2 separate regions of the Sus scrofa genome follow, and region 1 is linked to region 2. Evidence: chromatin contacts called from public HiChIP or PLAC-seq data. All regions are on one chromosome and are shown on one strand. Each heading gives the region's core, a stretch centred on a gene start, on an enhancer-like site or on the middle of the called end of the contact. The rest is flanking DNA. Distances are from core to core; before and after follow the strand shown.

Region 1 (3,536 bases), core at 904-3,403, 150 kb after region 2:
GGTCCACCCTCCGTGTAAAGATAACTAGACCCCAAAAATACGGGAAGAGGGAAATTAACAAGGTTGAATGCCTCCCTTGTACATGGTACACACGGTGTGCATTAAAAATATGATAAAGTGCATGCAATGCTTAAGCATGTGGAAGGAAGGCCAGAAAACTCAGAAAGGAGATCCTGCCCTTTGTTGAGGAAGTGGCTGTGGAACGTTATCCCTGGCTGCATCCGCAGTGCCTGGTACATCTGGTAGGGTTTAGGAACAAGGAGAAGGAAGCCAGATTTTGTGGATGCAAATCCTACTTAACCGTGTGACCTTAGGTAATTATTTACCCTTTCTGTGCCTCAGTTTCCTACTTGTGAAATGGAAAGCAGTTCTCTCATACCGTAATTGTAGGATTAAATGAGGTAATACACGCAACGTGCTTAAGACAGTGTTGGCAAATAATAAGAGTTGCAAACATAACCACTTGTGGACTTGCCAGATGCTGGGGATCTGTCCTCACCCCCACCCTGTGATGTAAAGTATAATGAAGCTCCCTTTTCCAGGTGGGGGAACTGAAGAAAGCACATCTGGCCAGGTCATCAGTTCTGAATTGGCCTGAGATTCCCACTCAGGCCTGCTAACGGTAATAGCAAAAGAGCATTTAATAAGTTTTTTAAATATTCTAGGCCTTTATGGATAGGCACACATTTACTTCTCACAGCAATTATATGAGGTAAGAGTCACTAACCTCCATTTGACAGATACAGAAACTGAGAGTGAGAGAGCTTAAGCAACAAATATTAGGGTCAGATTTAAAGCCAAACCTAAGAACTCCAAGGTCCCCCCACGCGCAAGGAGAGGGCAGCCAGTCCCACGGGTCTGGGCAGGCTGGCCAGAGGTCCCAGTGCATCTTCCTTGCCCGAGCCTAGACGAGTGGGTTTGGGCGGGGTCTCCCTTGTCGCAGACGCAGACGGGTCCAGCAGGTGGGACAGGAGCAGGGCTGTGGTTTGCTGTGCTGGCAGCTTGCACCGAGTGAGGGGCAGAACCTTCAAGAGTCGCTGGCACCTGACTCCTCCCGCCTGCTCGCCCAGCGGGAATCCGGGCTGTGGCTCCGCCTGCGCCTGGGCTCTGGACCAGCCGCCCTCCCGCGCGTCCCTTTTGCTTTTACCCCAGCCGCGCTGATTCCCTGCAATTACTCAGAATCGCGCCCACTTGGTTGGCTTGGTGACAAAATCAGCAGTGGCTGTCGGAGGACACCTATTTACAAACAGGACCCCCCGCCCTCAGCAGAAAGCACCCCAGGCCGAAAGCCTGGGTGTCTTGGTTCTCCTCCCGCTTTGGCCCCGGGGAGAGTGGTTTCGGGCCTCAGTTTGCCCATCTGTGTAATTGACGTTAATGTTTCTGCACAGTCAAGCGAAAGATGTACGTTGTGAAAACAGCCTGAAATTTCTTTGAAGTTTCCTACTTTCAGCTACCACAATTCTGAAAGTTATATTCTTCTCCATCATTGTCAGTCTTAATTTTTTTTTAATTTAAAAAGGAGTGAAATTGTCACCCAGGAAATATAGTCTGTGATTTATCCTGTGGTTCTTGATCCCCTGTTTGAGACACCAGTGGAAGCTCTGGAAGGCCCTTTCAACTCCCTTTCATCTGTTAATCTGATTAGTTGTGGTTATTGTTTTATTCTTGCCCATTAAGACTTTTGCGATCTCACTGATGTCCAATAGGGTGGGGAAAAGGCTGGCTTTTGCAACCAGTTATGTTCGGTTAGAATTTCTCGGTCTGCCATTTTTTGCCTATGGGACCTCGTCTAAGCCATTTACACTTGCTAAACCTCAGTTTCTCGATTATAAACTGGGGAGAACACTCGCAGAGTTGCAGGGAGGATTAGGGATGATGTTTATCAAGGGCCTGCTGAGTGACCCATGAAGGACGGTGCTAACGGGTGGGAACTCGGACGGCTTAAGCCTGGATTTCTTCACCCTGCTCCTTCTGGTGCTCCCCCCACCCCCATCCCCCCAGCACCCGGCCGGGGCGTGGCCAGCTCCCAGCCTCCCCAGGCCCGCCTGCAGCGGATGGCATCGGTCCTGCCTCCCGCACTGGCGGCTCCGGGGGCGGGACCCGCGGCAACCTGCGGCGGAAGGCTGGGCTTTATTTACGCAAAAGCCGCGGGTGGAAGCTGGCCTTGTATGGACGAAATACTGGCTGGCCGGGAACGTCGCCTGGGGAGGCAGTAAGAACCAGCCCTCGCCCGATAGGAATCTGTGAATAAATACATAACCTAACTCAAAGAATGCGTTGAAATCCCCCCCACCCCAGCCCCAGGATCACGGAAACACGACCCAAGGGGGCCTTGGGAATCCTTCCACACGCCCCATCCTATCTGATAGTTTGACTGAGTGAGGCTCAAATGATTCTCGAGTTATTATCAAGCTAGGGAGCCTGCCACCCAGTTGCCGCCGTCCTAGGGTCGTCTGGGGAGCGACTTCGGGGCTGGGAGTGAGATCTGGGTCTGAAACAAAGAAGGGAAAGGGAACCCCCTTTATGGGCACCTACTCGTGTGCTAGGCATTGTTCCTATGTGATTTCATTGACTCCTCACACCAGGCTTTGAGAGAATTTATTCCCATTTTTCATCTAGCGAAACTCTGGATCCGATAGGTAGGCGAAGTCACTTGCCCTTGAACACAGAAGCCGGTAGATGGAACAGCTGGATTCAAATACAATTCTGTCCAGTGTTCTTTCTACCCAACAGTTCCGTGCCCCTCGGGGTGGGGGTGGGGGGCCGCAGGGGTAAAGCGCAAAAGAGGCGGTTGCGACCTCAGGACAGCCGCACAATGACCCAGCTACCCAGCTGTTTCTGGGCGCCGCCCCTTGCCGGGTTTTCCTTCCCCTACCCACAGGACGTCCAAAGCCTCTATCTTCCAGTTCCACCTGTCAGCTGATTCGCTGCCACCCCGCCCGCTCGCCTGATTTGGCAGCCGGAAGTCTCACGCCCGCCCGTGACCGCTGACCTAGAGCCTCTAGTCTTATCATTGCCAAAGCCAACGTCGCCCTGGAGGTCAGACAGGTGCGCCCAGGGCGCGCATTTCTCTGGCCTCCGCCCTAGTCACGGGGCTGCATCCGGTCCGGGAGCAACAGAAACTGGTCCAGCCGCCCCTTTCCCGGCAGGGCCCCGCCCACGCCCACCCCGCGGAGACCCAGAACAGGTTTCTTCACTTTCCCTGGCCCAGTTGCTGCCGGGGGCGAGGAAGGGAAGCTGGTTGCTCAATGTGGCTGCCTATTGTTCTGGTTCTCATGAGACTTGTGGACGAGCCATCAGTCAGGTAGATTCAACTCAAGCCACCCAGCATGCACAGTGACTTGTGCACCAAGCTATAGCCAACAAACCCTTAGGATTCATCATGTGACACTTAGACCCGTGCTCTGGGCACTGGCCAGCCAGCATCAGGTTCCAAGAAGGTGAGCAGAATGGGTCAATCACCCAGTCCTTTGGGTCCATCTAGCAGTGAGTGGGTGTGGGAGGCCATTGTCAGGAGTGGCTTGGGGGTGGTACAC
Region 2 (3,742 bases), core at 487-2,986:
CATTTAATTGGGGCTGAACATCTATCTACCTTACCTACCTTACAAACACAACATTCATAAAATACTTAGCTCAGTGACCAGTATATTGTAAGCACTCAGTATGTAAGAAGGAAAGAGATTCAGAAAAGTTAAGTGATTTCTCTAGTTTCCAAAGCAGTTAAGCGTAACTCAAATTTGAAATTAAGTCTCCTTGTGAAGCCCAGGACCTTTCTCCAATTTTCCCTTCTCTCCTTATGTTAGAATTTTACACTTTTCATTTGACTTTGTAGGGCTTCCCATTAGACTGAGCAAATACATTCTCCTGTCCAGTGATATTGGGCTTTATCATGGGCAAAGGAATGATGGGCAAAAGGGGGAAATGACGGCATGGCAGTTCTGGGCTGAAATTTTAAGAGGTATTACCTGTTTCATTACATTTTTGTCTGCTTACTTGCTCATTTACCATGCAAGGAGTAACCAGAGGCTACCTTTCACCCTAGCTCACAGGATGAGACAAATGCAACAGACCCACACCTGACCCACAGCCCCAGTTAAGCTGAAGCTGGAACCCAAGCTACCCAGCCAACCCACAAACCCAAGAGTGAGAAGAAAAAAATTTTTTATTTTATTTTATTTTTATTTTTTGCTTTTTTAGGGTCACCCCCATGGCATATGGAAGTTCCCAGGCTAGGGGTTGAATCAGAGCTATAGGTGCCAGCCTACACAGCCACAGCAACGTGGGATCTGAGCAGTGTCTGTGACCTACGCCACAGCTCAGGACAATGCCAGATCCTTAACCCACTGAGTGAGGCCAGGGATTGAACCCGTATCTTCATGGATCCTAATCAGGTTTGTTAACCACTGAGCCATAAAAGGAACTCCCAAGAAAAAATTCTTATAGTTGTAAGTGACTGAGTCTTGGGTGGCTTGTTACCTAGCATTATTGCAGCAATAGCTGACTCATACACCTCCATGAATGAATACAGCCAAGCCAGGGCCCCTCCACTTTTGTCTGCCTGTGAGAACCTGCTAGACCCCCTCTCCACCGTCCTTTGGGTCCCAGCTACACTTAACTGAGAGACCTTGTCTCCAACGGTATTCTGAGATCTTTACTTGTGCACGTTTCTTTTTCTTATTTTGGACACTGAGCTGCTTTGGGGTAGGGAACTGCCTTTTGCATCCCCAGACCTCCAGCGCCGAGCACAGTGCCTGGTACAAAATAGGCTGTCAGTAAATATGAGCTGACTTTTAACTAAACTAAATGGAGTGGCCCCAAATATCATCAAGGGCTAAAGTATTTTAAAGTACTCTTTCTACATTGTTTTTAAAAAGGGTCTTGAGGCTAAATACATAAATAATAAAGAGATACACTTTGAAAAATACGTCTACATAAACACATATGTAGGCAAACAAACTTATGCCAAACACAACTGGGAGCTTTCTGCAGACTAGTCTCCCATTTAAGGCCTGTAATTTCCCTCTTGGCCGACACTGGCTTTGGCTTGGACTGTGTTTCACAGACTCCTGGCAGGCAGCCTGCTGGGTTTGTGTTTAGATTTTTTTTTTCCTTTCATCAGGCCTGAAACTGAAGCCACAGACCTTTCTGAAACCTTCTCTTAGCTGTAGCTGTCATGCTTCAGGTCACCTGCTTATCCCTCCCAGGTCATGTGGATCCATAATGTGTCCAGAGGTCCAGGGACAAGCTGGCAAGCAGTGGAGTCCCTTCCAGAAGGAGACAAAGGAAGGCAGAGGAGGAACCAACGAGTCCGGAAAGTACGACCCAGACCAGGCCTCCACCCTCCCAGAGCCAACTGTATCTGATGGCCTAGCCTGCTGGCCAGCTTCTGGCATCAAAGAGGTAGGGACCCTGGAGGGGAACTGAGGCCCATGAAAACAAAACAAAATAAGCGAAGTTGTGCTGGTGACATGGGCGAAGCTTATATGCACCTAAGTCCTGGGGGAGCTCTAGGGTCAGACACAGGTCATATTTAGATCCTGGCTCTTCCAATATCTCCTGGGCCAGTGACTTAACTCTCTGAACCCAATTTCCTCATCCATGAACTGGATTGCACCTACCTCGCAGGCCAGTGTCAAGATTACATGAGTTCATACACGTGATGGGCCAAGCACTTTGTAGAAAATTAATCTGCGGTGAGTTTTGTTTTCACAACAGACCTTTCATCTGTCGGGACGTGTCCAGTCTTATCTGCTCCCCATTCCATCTGCAGTGCAGTCTCCTCTGTGGCTGCCTCTCCAGCCTGTGCTTGCAGGGTCTCAGGGCAGCCTGCCCCCTTATAGAGAGATTCTCATTACTAGAAAGTTCTACCTCAGTCTGACCCTGAAGAGAATCTAACAGTGATCTCTCTGGAGCTTTCACTCATGGCCCCTTTCCACTCAAGGGCCAGTAAAAACGAGTCTACACCCTCACCCTCAGTGCAACCTTCTCTGTAGGCAAGGATAGCTCTCAGGCCCTTCTTGAGGTGCCTCCAGAATTCTTCAAGGCTTTACACACACACACACACACACACACACACGCGCGCGCACACACGCATGTGGTGTCTAAGCAATTACAAGGACTACACAGAAACAAATAAGGGACATATAGCCCAAACTTGGAAGGTCCAGGAGGCTTCTTAGAGGAAGGTAGTTGAGAGTGAATAGTTGCTATGAATTGGTTGTGCAAAGCCCTGCAGCTACTAGTGAAGAAATAGACTCTCTGCCCTGGCAGTGGGTGATGGTTGATGCCTCTAGCTAGACATCATTGTTGAATTTGTGTTGATTTTCTACTATTCAAATGCCTCTTTCCGGGCCCAGTTTCCTCAGTAGGCTTGGCCCAGTACTTCCAACGGATGTTTTTCCATTCCCTTCTTACGCAGACAGAGAAGCCAGGTTTGTGTCCAGGCTCTGCCACTCACAAGCTGGGCGACCCAAGCCCAGTCAGATCACCTCTCTGAGCCTCCATTTCCACACTGGAAAATGGAGAAGACACTGCCTACGCCCAGGGCTGGCGTGTGGATGGAACAAGATCTCACAAAGGAAAAGTTGCCCAGCATGGAGATGATGTTTGTCAGATGTTTTCTTTCCTTTTGTGCTTGATAAGATGACACAGCCTGATCTGATAGCAACACTCCATTGATAGTGTTATAACAGCATATTCCTTCAAAGGCACTTGCACCTGAATTTCTGAATATTGAGCCAGTCCATAACCCTCTCTTATGGCCCCTGAGGCTCTCCTTGATGGGGCACCTGCTTCCTCTGCAGCCCCACATGCAGACTAGTGGGCATTCTTGAAGGCAAGTGGCTCCAATCCCTCTGGATGGGTGCCCTCTTAAAGGACACCAAGATTAAGTGCCCGGCTCTTGGCTAAGGTCTCTTTGAGGAACACTGGAGAGTTTCCTTGGGAGAATCGACCAGAATCATGGCAGGGAACAAAGTGCATGCAGAAGGGCTGAACAGCAAAAAAATCTAAGGGAAGGACTCTGTTTGGGGCTGAGACTGGGGCTAAGGAAACCAGCAAGGAAGGTCAAGACACCCTGGGGGGTAGGGCAGCAGGCAGCCCACACCCCCCCCAGGGGTCAGTCAAAGAGAAGAGACACATGTTCTGGAAGGCCAGAGAGCTGACGCCCTGGGGAGCAGCAGCCGGGGCACTGTGGCTCTCTGGGTCACAGCCAATGCCAGACTTTGAAAGAAAGGAACAGACAAAGGGAGGGACAGACACCTGACCTCTGCCTCTTCCCACACTCCTCTTGCCTGCTGCTATAGA

Evidence for each region. HiChIP or PLAC-seq counts read pairs in DNA pulled down with a chosen protein or histone mark.
Region 1: an H3K27ac HiChIP or PLAC-seq map of skeletal muscle shows a contact between it and region 2. The contact joins two enhancer-like sites. A contact is called at or near these places in 1 of 47 Hi-C or Micro-C datasets (skeletal muscle) and 2 of 2 datasets of contacts at active chromatin or transcription factors (alveolar macrophages and skeletal muscle).

The regions. Positions count from the first base shown.
Region 1 is chr6:153,650,553-153,654,088 of Sscrofa11.1, forward strand. No RefSeq gene overlaps it. Among named protein-coding and RNA genes, the nearest start is that of JUN, 34 kb to the right of the region's middle. Within about 2 kb of position 2,154, at least 50 of the 83 cell types and tissues checked have an H3K27ac peak or open chromatin away from gene starts, as enhancers often do. A contact at or near this core is called in skeletal muscle, where this site is marked.
Region 2 is chr6:153,505,910-153,509,651 of Sscrofa11.1, forward strand. No RefSeq gene overlaps it. Among named protein-coding and RNA genes, the nearest start is that of JUN, 180 kb to the right of the region's middle. Within about 2 kb of position 1,737, at least 28 of the 83 cell types and tissues checked have an H3K27ac peak or open chromatin away from gene starts, as enhancers often do. A contact at or near this core is called in skeletal muscle, where this site is marked.